Linked DNA regions of Anas platyrhynchos: region 2 is linked to region 1. The links are chromatin contacts, called in public Hi-C maps. All regions are on one chromosome and are shown on one strand. The core of a region is the stretch at or near the end of the contact, and the rest is flanking DNA. Distances in the headings are between cores, read along the strand shown. Region 1 overlaps VPS45 (vacuolar protein sorting 45 homolog). Region 2 overlaps ANP32E (acidic nuclear phosphoprotein 32 family member E).

Region 1 (5,212 bases), core at 2,127-4,626:
TTCGTCTCTTCTATGACGAGAATTCATTTTTTTAACTCATAAAGGAGGTGATTTATATCCCCTGCCGTCAGCCTGGCAGGGAATTTGGGAGCTCCCCGTTACAAAACAGATTTTCCCTTTTATCAGAGGGAGGCAAATGTCCCAAGGCAGGGGTAGGGAGGAAGAGCAGCGTGTGTGTGCCTCGGGGAGCCAGCCACGAACGCTCGCTCCCTGACATGCCCTGACCCTCTCACCCCCTCGACATGGCTGAATCTTGGTCCCCAAACCCATTTCTCTGCCCACTCGGTGCCCTCATCTGAGGCCCGTATTTATCCATAATGACTTCACTGACAACAGATGAGTTGAGCTCCAGCAAAGTCAGCTCGAAGCAGGCAGCCAGGGCCCTTTTCAATTTCAGTTATTAGCCACGTTCAGCAAGATCCCATTCCGCTCAGAAATAGTAACTGGCTCAGAAGGGAGAGCTAGCAGTTGGGCTATTTTTGGGACTCTGCAAATAAACGCCAGATGGTATGGAGTGAAGTTAGGGGGCATGCTGAAATCCATCATGTGAACATCCCGGCAGCGTGGTGCAGTGGCATTATCCCTTACCTAAGCTCTTACAAGAGGAATGTCAGGTCTTGATGACTCGGCCAGTGCTGAACACGAAGAAAGGAAGCCTTATGTCTGTCTTTACAGCCCTCCCCAGCACCTACCTGAGAGCACAGCCACCACCTACACCATCAGGACATTTCTTTGACAAGCCCGAGGTGTTTTTTTCACCCAGGGACAAACCACAGAGCAGGTGGCAGCAGCAGGAGGAGCAGGCGTGCTCCAGTTCCCCAGCTCTGCCCTACAAGGCCCCACGTACCTGTCCCGGAGAGTGTTGGGCCCCAGGTAGGGGAACTGGCTGTCCTTGAGTTTCCCTTTGATGAGCTGGTCTAGCGTTTCTTGCAGGAGAGGCTGGTGCTGGGTATACACATTCTCAACGCCCTGCAGCGCAGAAGAAGCTCTTGTCAGGAATTAACACAGCGAGGCAGCAGGCTGAGATGATCAGCAAAGCCACGTTCAAAAAGCCCCAGCATTTATCTGATGGATACAGCAAGTGTTAGCCGTTGAGTCGAGGTTTAGGGGGGCTTTTCTGCAACCAACTCCCATCATCTACATGAGAATTCTGCCCTAATGCTCCCTGCACTTACTATTAAACGCTGAAAGCCACACCATGTGGCACTGCAGCCCGTGAGAGTCCTGCTCTGTGGCTGTGATTCTGACTACAGCTTTTGTTATCTCACCCGTGGCAGAGCCGTACCTTCAGACCTTTGAGGAACTGCTTGGTGATTGCCACAGCGTCCTTGGGACTGAACAGGTCGCTGCCCCGGACCCGTTTCCCTCCGTACTCCACAACAGCAGACACCAGCTGTGCAGAGAGAGGCAAAACCAGAATCTTTTTAACACAGGGAAGCTGTTTCCAGGCAGTTACTGTCCACTCAGCACTCAGAAGAGACGCATTCCCCCTCTCCAACAAGAGCCCCAGCGCCGTGACGCTGCCTGCACAAGGAGAGGGGCTGTCGTTCCCGCAGCCTTTTGCAGGGCGAGCAGATCCTCCACGCGAGGTGACATCATTCTGCTTCTCCACCTCCTCTCCAGCTGCTCTCCGCATTTGCCAGGCGCTGCCACCCTCTCCCTCCCAGCCTGGCTCCTGCTGCGGGCTCAGCACATCCCTGCAGCCACTGCCTCGCCAGCAGGAGCTGGGGGCAGGCAAAAGGAGCACGCACTGGGCTCCGTGTCCATGCCCCACGCTGGTTGTAGCAGCCTCCTGGCATGCTCTGCTTCACCAAAATCCTTTGTAACATCACTGCTTTTGGAACAGGGAATTAGGGAATCAGCTGTGAAGCAGCACCCGCAGCCCCCAGCTGACCTCCGGGCTCTCTTTGGGGTGGAAAAGCAACAAAAAGAGCGCTGTGCTACGCCGAGACCCCACCACCAGGCACCTTCCCCCGAGGAACACATCCCAAATCTCCCTCCTGCCCCAGCAGAAGGGGAAACGTGGCAGCTACCTTGCGGTATCTGTCTGACACCCCTCTGTTCCTCAGGTCTGTCAGCAGCCCCGGCAGGCTGTTGCTGCTGTGGCGCTCGTAGTGCAGGGCATAGAGCATCACCAGCCGCGCGGCGTCGAGCTCCGTCACCTTGGGGTTCTGCAGCAGGCGCCGCACGTTCTGCAAGAGAGGGAGAGAGGGAGAGGCCTTTGAAGGACGTGAAATCGGACCGAGAGCGAGCCCACTGCCTAGCAACAACACTGCACAGAGGAGGGACGCGAGGGAATTAAATTGGGAGGAAGGAAGGAACGGAGCCGAGCTTCTGGAGGGCTCTGCAGTCAGGGCGAGCGGAGCACGAGCTGCTTTTGTGGGCCTGGGGATTCGTAACCCGGTCCTGCTGGGTTATTAACTCCCCAAAATGTGCTGCAGGGAGAGCTCAGCTTGGTGTGTGCCCCCCCCTGCAGCAGACACGCGTAGGAATTTCTCATCTCTTCTCCTTCCCAACCTCAGTGAAGCAAAGGCTGGCCCGCAGGTTGACTGCCAAGAGCCAAGAGCACAACTGCAAGGATCTTGGTTTCTTTCGGAAGCTGTGGAGGAGCAGCATCACACTCAGACAGTCTTTGGGTGTGGGAAGCAGAGGGACGAGCACGAAGCGCTTGGAAGCGAAGGAAGGAAGGAATTAAAGCAGGAAAAGGCAAAGCAAAACGACAGCAGCGGAGAGGGAAATACAAAACCCACGGGTATTTCCTTCCAGCACGGAGATTGTTACTTTTCCTGCTGAAGGGAACACGGTGCCATGTTAAATACGAAGGGTGCACGCCCCAAAAAGCTGCCTGTTGAACCACAGACCACTCCCAGGGAAGATATGGAACCCCCACAGGACCGTGGGCAGGATATAAAGGCTCGTGTAAGCTGGCAGCTGGCCACAGAATCACTAGGGCCTCCTCGTTCCAAGAAAAAGGACTTAATTCCTCTCCGCACCCTCTCAGTCACTGGGTAGAGCCTTGGAGCTACGAGAACACACACGAGAGCCAGGCTGGGAGCTTGGGGGAGCAGTGGGAGTGAGAAGCTTCTCAGCTCTGAGCTCGGAGGTGGCTCTGGCAGAAGAGGCGCCGACTGCTGGAGGTGCTCGCGGGCATCTGGTCGGGGCTGGGCAGATGCTTGAGTACACCCCAGAGTCTGAAATTCTCCCTGTGAAAGCAAAACAATCCGCCTGCCCTAGCTCCAACGCAGGGAATTAGAGGAGCTGCCAGTTGTACAGCTGCGTTAGTGGCAGTTCCAAGCGAGGGACGGAACCAGCTAGGATTGTTTCCACCCTAAGCAAACGTGACCTTGAAACGCTCCAAAAAGCCCAGCGTATCTCTGCAGGGCTCTCCCACCCTCCCAGGACAGATAGGCAGCGCGGAAACATCCTGCAAACAGCTGTGAAACAATGTTGGGAAAGCGTTGCCGTTTCCCCAGCTGATTCAGCTCCGCTTGCCGTTATCTGCCCAGAAATAGGGGCTGAAATCCTGGCTTGGGGGAGGATCCCCGAGGCGAAGGGTAAAAACCTTGTTGAGGTCAGGACTTCACCTGTACAGGGAAGGACGGAGTCATCCCATGGAGATGTTGGCTTGCGAGCTTTTTGGCAGCACAGCAGCACTGCCCGTGCCCGCGGGGAGCTCGGGGAACAGAAAAGCTCTTGTCCAGCCTGGGAGGTGGGATCCCAAACCTCCCCTCAAGGCTCCCATACAACGTGGGGATTAATGAGAGCGGGGAAAGAGTAACCAAAACGTCCTGTGCTTGGGGGCCCTGGCTGCCAGAGAAATTAACAATTGCTGAAGTTACGTCAGGGGCAGAACAATCTTGCCTTTATTTCGTGCGCTGCCTTGTTCATTGTGCCCGTGGCCTTGCCCCGGCGCTGCCGTTAGGAGACTGCGACAGGGAACGGGGCAGCTCCAGAGATGCTGATCTCTGTCTCGTGCAGAAAGATCCCAGATCGTTTTTTGCAACTTTGCAGTTATTTTCTAGCCTCTACACGGCTTTCAGTCCCTCTCAGTTGCCAGAAGCACACCAGAGCTCCTCCAGCATGGAGCTGGGAACAAACTTGAGCACTGTGAGAAGGGCAGAAGCACCCATTTCGGGCAGAGCAGCACCCAAACGAGCACCTGGGTGAGCTCCAGCAACCACCCTGCACCTATGAATCAAAAGCCATCGGATCACATCTCTGTGCTCCCAAATCTGGGTGGCTGCAGGGATTTTGATAGGCCTGTCCTGCTTCACACCTGCTCAGGACCTGGCAGTGCCTGAAGAACTGATCTTATCGCTCAGCCACCCACCTGGAGCACGGCGTAACAGCCCGAGAAGACGGGTATCTCACACCCGTTGGAGATGCTCAGCCTTATTTTCCTGTCCGAGTGTTGCTGTGCTGCATAAAGGAGCCCGTTACGCAGCGTATCATCTACCCTAGCCACAAAAAAAATTAAGGAATCGCTTTTTAATACTGAAGCAGTGGCTGAACTCTGCTCTAACACAGCCCCTCTCGACAATGCTGCTATTTTCCCTGACCAGGCAGCAGCCCCGACCTGTCGTTACCGACGTGCTGTCAGATGGGAGGTCAGGTCGTGGAATCCAGCAAGCCAGCACGGGGTCAGACCTCCAGTCTATACCCAGCTATAACAGAAGCCTCTTTTAGGCTTTTGCAGTCCTCTTTGCCAACGAAATCTTTTCTCTAGGAGGCTTTTCACAGTTTTTTATTTTTTAAAGAAAAGTAAAACCTGCCACCTCAAGGAGCAGCCTGGTTTAGGCCACTTTTTGGTTTCCATTTTTCACCCAGTGCTGCTCAGGGGCCAAGCTTTGATTTAGCGGTGCCTGCAGGCAGCCTGCCAGGAGCCAGCTGACTGCATCTAACGCAGGAACGCGGCGTGTGAAATGCAAAGACAATCTGCAGAGATGCTTCTCCAGCCAGTTATTAACTATGATTCATCCTCATCTGAACCGAACGGGGAGGAGAGGAGCAATCCCAACCCCCAGAGCCCCAGCCCTGCGGGATATCTGCACACACCACTCCCCCTGGTTTTCGGTACCAAACCTCCATCAACCGGGGGGGCAACGGGATCAAAGCAGGAAGATTTAAGGTACCTGCAGGGCGCTGGAGTGGTCGTTTTGGCAGGCCAGCTCCTGCTCCACCTCCGACACCTCCAGCAGGTTGCGCTCGGCCA
Region 2 (4,938 bases), core at 2,213-4,712, 60 kb before region 1:
CAACAATCCTTGTGCTTGGCTATAAAATATATGCATTTCTAATGCAGAAGTTAACGGGTAACTCCTTCAAGCACACTTTTCCAACAACCCCCCCTACCCTTTTCTAGAATCATTGAAGGGGGAAAGGTGCACATAAGTTAGTCTTTCTTTGCAGGTCACCTTTTAAATTTTTTAATCTGGTTGTAGCCAAAACATTCAAGTCCATGTATAATACTAATTAATAGATTTTTTTTTTATATATATATATGTAGAATGGCTGCAGAAACTTGTTCCATTGCAAGTTGGTGGCAAGTGCAGGAGACATGCAGACAAGCTCTTTTCTGGCAGCCTGGTTGTGACCAACAGGTCGTAATAATTCTGCCCCAAGGGATTCATGTTTTCTATTCGAGCCACTGCGAAACAATTTCAAACATACAGCATTCCTCTTTCAGTCGTGATTTGGATTTAAAGCAGTAGTCTTGATATAAAACTAATTTACATTGTTTCACGTAGGTACTGAACCAAATATCACACACAGCTTTATTCAAGAGACTTATTTTTGTATCTGTCTTGGCTGACAATAGCTGTCATTAAACTGGGGAAGACACCAAGGGTGGGGAAGAGGGAGATTTCCTGGACCTAAGTAAGAGTCAGTCACCCATAGATCGGTTACTTGTGAATATTTAATAAGGTATTTCACACACTAGCAGACTTTAAATGTGACTTCCAGCTCTTAAATCAAGTTTAGATACTGCAGGGTTGAAGTTCTGCGAAGCCCAATTTCTTGTGTGTGTGTTTTTTTCCCCCCAAATAGAGCCTTAAATCATAGTTTCTCATGTAGCTGTAAAGCATAGCCAGCCATTAAAGGCATCTGAATGAAATGAGTCAGGCAGATGGCAATATGCTTGGGAATAAACTGACTAAATGAGTTTTGCATTTTTTTAATGAATATCTGTAAAGACACTAGAGAAGTAGTGGTAAAACTACATTTGCAACCACAATCTAAGTTCCTGTGTTTGTGTATGAATACTGAATGAATAGAAACCTTAGGTAAGTGCACATCCTATCTTGTCATGGAGGCTCTGTGTTCAAGGCAGTTGCTTTGTGTTCAGCTTTGAGATAGAGAAGTGTTTTCCCATCCTTTTTGCTATATTTTTTTAGCCTCAGCGAATGATTGAAAACTTATTTATAAGCGTGTACTTTTAAAGGACTTCGTTATCAGGGTTTTCCTTAACTATCTCTTACTGATGCATATAGAATTAGTTTTAAATGGAAACATTTACTATTTTGATGAATTAAAATTATTTCAGAACTGGTCTTGTTTCAGTAAACAAGCCCAATTTTAACGTTGAATGAGCTAATGTGACAAAACAAAATGAACTTAGAAGGGGTTAGCAGACTTTCCCTAAGATATGCAAACTTACCGCTTCCTAAAGCCAACTTGCAGTGTAGTGCGTCGGCTGCTACATCTCAGAAACTGAGCCTCACACAAAACTTACTTCCTAAGTAATTTTGTCTTTTCCTCAGCGTTACCATCTAAGTATAGTTTCATATTTGTCAGCTTGGCATGCAATTAAACAGCATAGCATTTTTTAAGAATAAATAATACAGAGCCTCCAGATAACTTTTGAAACTTTTTTGCTTGGTGGGTGGTCTTTTCATGCAAATATGTAAGGGTGGGTTTTATATTTTGTAGAGGTTTTGTCCTATTTTAATGCTCTTTGTATGGCAGTATGTATATAGTGTGTTTTGGTTCCTTATCAAACTCTTTCCTTAAACTTTGGAGTAACAGATTTTGTGCAACTGTGTTTTGAATAAAGCCATGACAGTGTTAAATTAAAGAAAACAACCCTGCAGCACTCTTCTGATAACTTTTAGTTGTAACAAAACATGTTTCCTCCCCACGTGTGCTGTAAATTTTAAATTAAAAAGTTTTCAAACTGAATTATTTCAAATAAATTGAGACTATTGTATTGGATTACTTCTTTTAGTATGTACAGCTGTGAAGAGGAGAATACCGTCCGTCTTCAGGAACGGAGTAAGAGGTAATCAGTCATTCCTGTTGTCTTTTTAGCTGCTGAAAAGCCTCCAGAACCGTGTGTCGTGGGGTTAGAGATGGTACTTAATGGTACTGGAGGTCTTGGTAACGTTGCCGTGGTCGAGGAAGGACGCAATGTACAACCCATGGTGATGTTTGCATGGCTCGCTTAGTGTTTCCAGATGAGTTTAGTACAGAAATGAGTGTTGGAGCTGACAGGGCTTTTGCATACTCTGTAAATCCGTACTATTTCAGTGTAGTTTAGTTATACAAGTCTGGCGAGTCTTAAGAAACAAAACTGAAAATCTAGAGACTGCATTTTGCTCTTCAGAAATGGTGACTCGATGTGTCTGGCAGCCCGAGCCGCAAGCTTAACACTGTTCCCTCAAAGTAGCTGCCTTGGTGTGTATAAATTACTTCTCATTCAAGAACAATGTTTAAAAAAAAAAATAAGGGGGGGAAGAGCTGCTTCTCCTATACAGCTAGACATAGCATTGTTTTTATTTTGGGATTAGTCCAGCATTCTTGGCAAAAATCCCCTGGACACACTTAAGAAAGCTAGTAACTAAACAGGCTTTTCTTCTACCAGATGAGTGATTAGCCAAGAAATGGGTGGTTTTCTGTGTGTGTGTGTTGTTGTTTTTTTTTTTTTAAAGGAGGGTGGGAAGGGTAAGCAGTTGCCTTTCCATCAGTGCTTGCTCCCTGCGGAGCAATTTGCCCACTGGAGCAAGGGCAAACGGGCAAAGCGAAGCTTTAGGATTGTTTTTAACAGTGGAAGTTTAGCCTCCTTTGGGGGGATACGGGTGGCTTTATGCAAACTAAACCCGAGTTACATCATTCTGGCACACGCACGACAAGGGAGCTTGAGAGGAAAGTTGGTGCTGTGTAGGCATGCCTTCAAAATAGGCAAAAACTCGAGGTGAGGGGCGGGTGTGGGCTCGCTTTGGTGGAGGCGAGCAGCTTGCCGTGACCTGCACCAAACCACCTTCCTCCCTGCCTCGGTTCCCAAATGCGGGACGGCCCCTGCGGCCACCTCCCTGAGGGGAAGCCAAGGGGCTGTTGCTGAGGGCTGGCAGCGCCCCAGCCCGCACCCAGCTCCGGCAGAGCCCCAGGGGGCCCTGCTGTCCTCCATTTTGTCGCAGTGAAGGCGAGTCCTGCTGGAGGCCGGCTGGGCGGCTTCCTCATCTTTTGTTGCCCCTTTTATCGCTTTTCCAGCCCCCTTACACCACCCCTGTGGGCTCTTATCTCTTTATTTCCACTATTATCGCTTCCCTCCGGGGCAGGGACGCTGTAAGCGGCTTCCCCCTCACGAGCTCCCCCCTCCCCCCCACCCAAGGACTCTCCCTCAGCCCCGCCTGAGGCCGCGCGGGGCCCCCCGAGAGCGGGAAACCGCCAGCCACGGGGTTCCCCGGCTCCGGGCAGCAGGGGCCGAGCCTCGCGTCCCTGCCGCTGATTGGCTGAGATTTGCCGCAGTTCCGCCCCTCCGTGCGAGCCCGCCCAGTCCTGGGGCCGCTTTGAGGCGATGCCCCGCCCCCTCTCCCCGCCCACTTCCAACGGTCGCTCCGTAATGGCGGCTGCCCGCGCCCATGGCTTGTATCTGCTGAGGGAGGCTGGGTCCCCGTCCCCTCACAGAGGCTTGTCCTGTCCGTCTGTCTGGTCACAAAGCAGAGGTGTTTTGGTGTGAAAAGCAAAATTTAGTACCGAGTCCGACCCCCAACCCCCCAATTAAAAAAAAAAAAAAAAAAGAAAGATTAAACACGAACCCCAGAGTAGTTCCCAATGTTCGTCATGAGGGAGGATGAGTGTAGCTGTGCTTTGCTACCTCGAAGGAGAAAAACAAATCAAATTAGTTAGCTATAGATAATTTTTTTTAAAAAAAGATTTATGTTTTCATGTAGCTCATGCTCCGGGTGCATCTTATGTGCCTGTTCCCCACATTTGAGCTGGAAGCATGGTGGATGTGGGGTTACCTGATGGCTTCCCCAGTCCTCGCCGCCCTCCTCCTGTGGCTCTGCCTGATTTCATGTAGACCTTGCTGGTGTGGGGTCTGTGGCCTCTTAAACCATGCACCTTCCCTTCACTGGACTGTTTGAGCCCTGGTCCAGGGCAGAGAGGCTGCTTGTTGGTGTGTGGTGGAACCAGGGGCTCACCTAAAACCATCCCCATACGCTCCTGGACTGCTAATTATCCTTCTTCTCCCCCAAGTGAAACTTAGCTCAAAAAGCCATACTGCTGAGAACACACCACCACGAGGGTCCTTCACCCCCTAGCCTTCAGGGAGCGTGCTTTCGAGCTTCTTCGTGTGTATTGTGTGATAAAGGGGAAGTGGATGGACATAGATTCAGGAATGCAGGCTTGGAAAACAGTGAAAAATACCCTGAGTTGTATGACGGAGTAGTGTGAATTATCCAAAAGAACATTTTGCCCCATTCAACTGTAAACGAAATACTGTGTGTGTTGATTTTGGCAGCAATAGAGTTGCTGTGCACTAAAAATGTGCAGACCAGTTTCACCAATCATAAACATTGCAGATGTCCGAACCAAAAGAACGAGATCAGTTTAGAAGTGATAAGAATATTTTTTTCCTTTTCTGCTTTCTGAGTCTCTCAGTTTTGGTTGGGTTTGCTGCCTGAGTTGTAAGTATGCGCTCACGCTCACCATTTGCTGTTTGCCGATCAGCAGCACTGGCAAGCGAGCAGCTGCCCATGGGTTGCAAAATGCACGGGATGGCAGCAAAAAAAGTCAGCGAGAGCAGCTGCTCGGAGCAGGATGGCAGCAAATTTGTTTCTGCAGGGCATAGCCTGCGGCAGGGAAAATTCTGGTGCTATTCCTCTTGGCAGATTTTTCACTGGAGTTATAGCTTATTCTTTTGGAGAACGCTTTTTTATAAAAACTTTAATTTTAAAGTTTATAGCATGCTT

The links. Hi-C and Micro-C count contacts between places; a contact is called where the count stands out from the background.
Region 2: a Hi-C map of subcutaneous adipose tissue shows a contact between it and region 1, with 2.3 times the contacts expected there. The contact joins two enhancer-like sites. A contact is called at or near these places in 5 of 8 Hi-C or Micro-C datasets (F1 follicle, liver, skeletal muscle and 1 more).

Annotation. Positions count from the first base shown.
Region 1 is chr26:1,127,710-1,132,921 of IASCAAS_PekinDuck_T2T, reverse strand. It overlaps VPS45 (vacuolar protein sorting 45 homolog), which reads right to left. Exons shown (of 14, transcript XM_027444478.3): 10 at 5,133-5,212; 11 at 2,034-2,192; 12 at 1,286-1,393; 13 at 848-969. Among named protein-coding and RNA genes, the nearest start is that of VPS45, 8.1 kb to the right of the region's middle. Within about 2 kb of position 3,376, at least 5 of the 8 cell types and tissues checked have an H3K27ac peak or open chromatin away from gene starts, as enhancers often do. A contact at or near this core is called in F1 follicle and subcutaneous adipose tissue, where this site is marked.
Region 2 is chr26:1,187,760-1,192,697 of IASCAAS_PekinDuck_T2T, reverse strand. It overlaps ANP32E (acidic nuclear phosphoprotein 32 family member E), which reads left to right. Exons shown (of 7, transcript XM_027444476.3): 7 at 1-1,957. Among named protein-coding and RNA genes, the nearest start is that of ANP32E, 13 kb to the left of the region's middle. Within about 2 kb of position 3,462, at least 5 of the 8 cell types and tissues checked have an H3K27ac peak or open chromatin away from gene starts, as enhancers often do. A contact at or near this core is called in F1 follicle and subcutaneous adipose tissue, where this site is marked.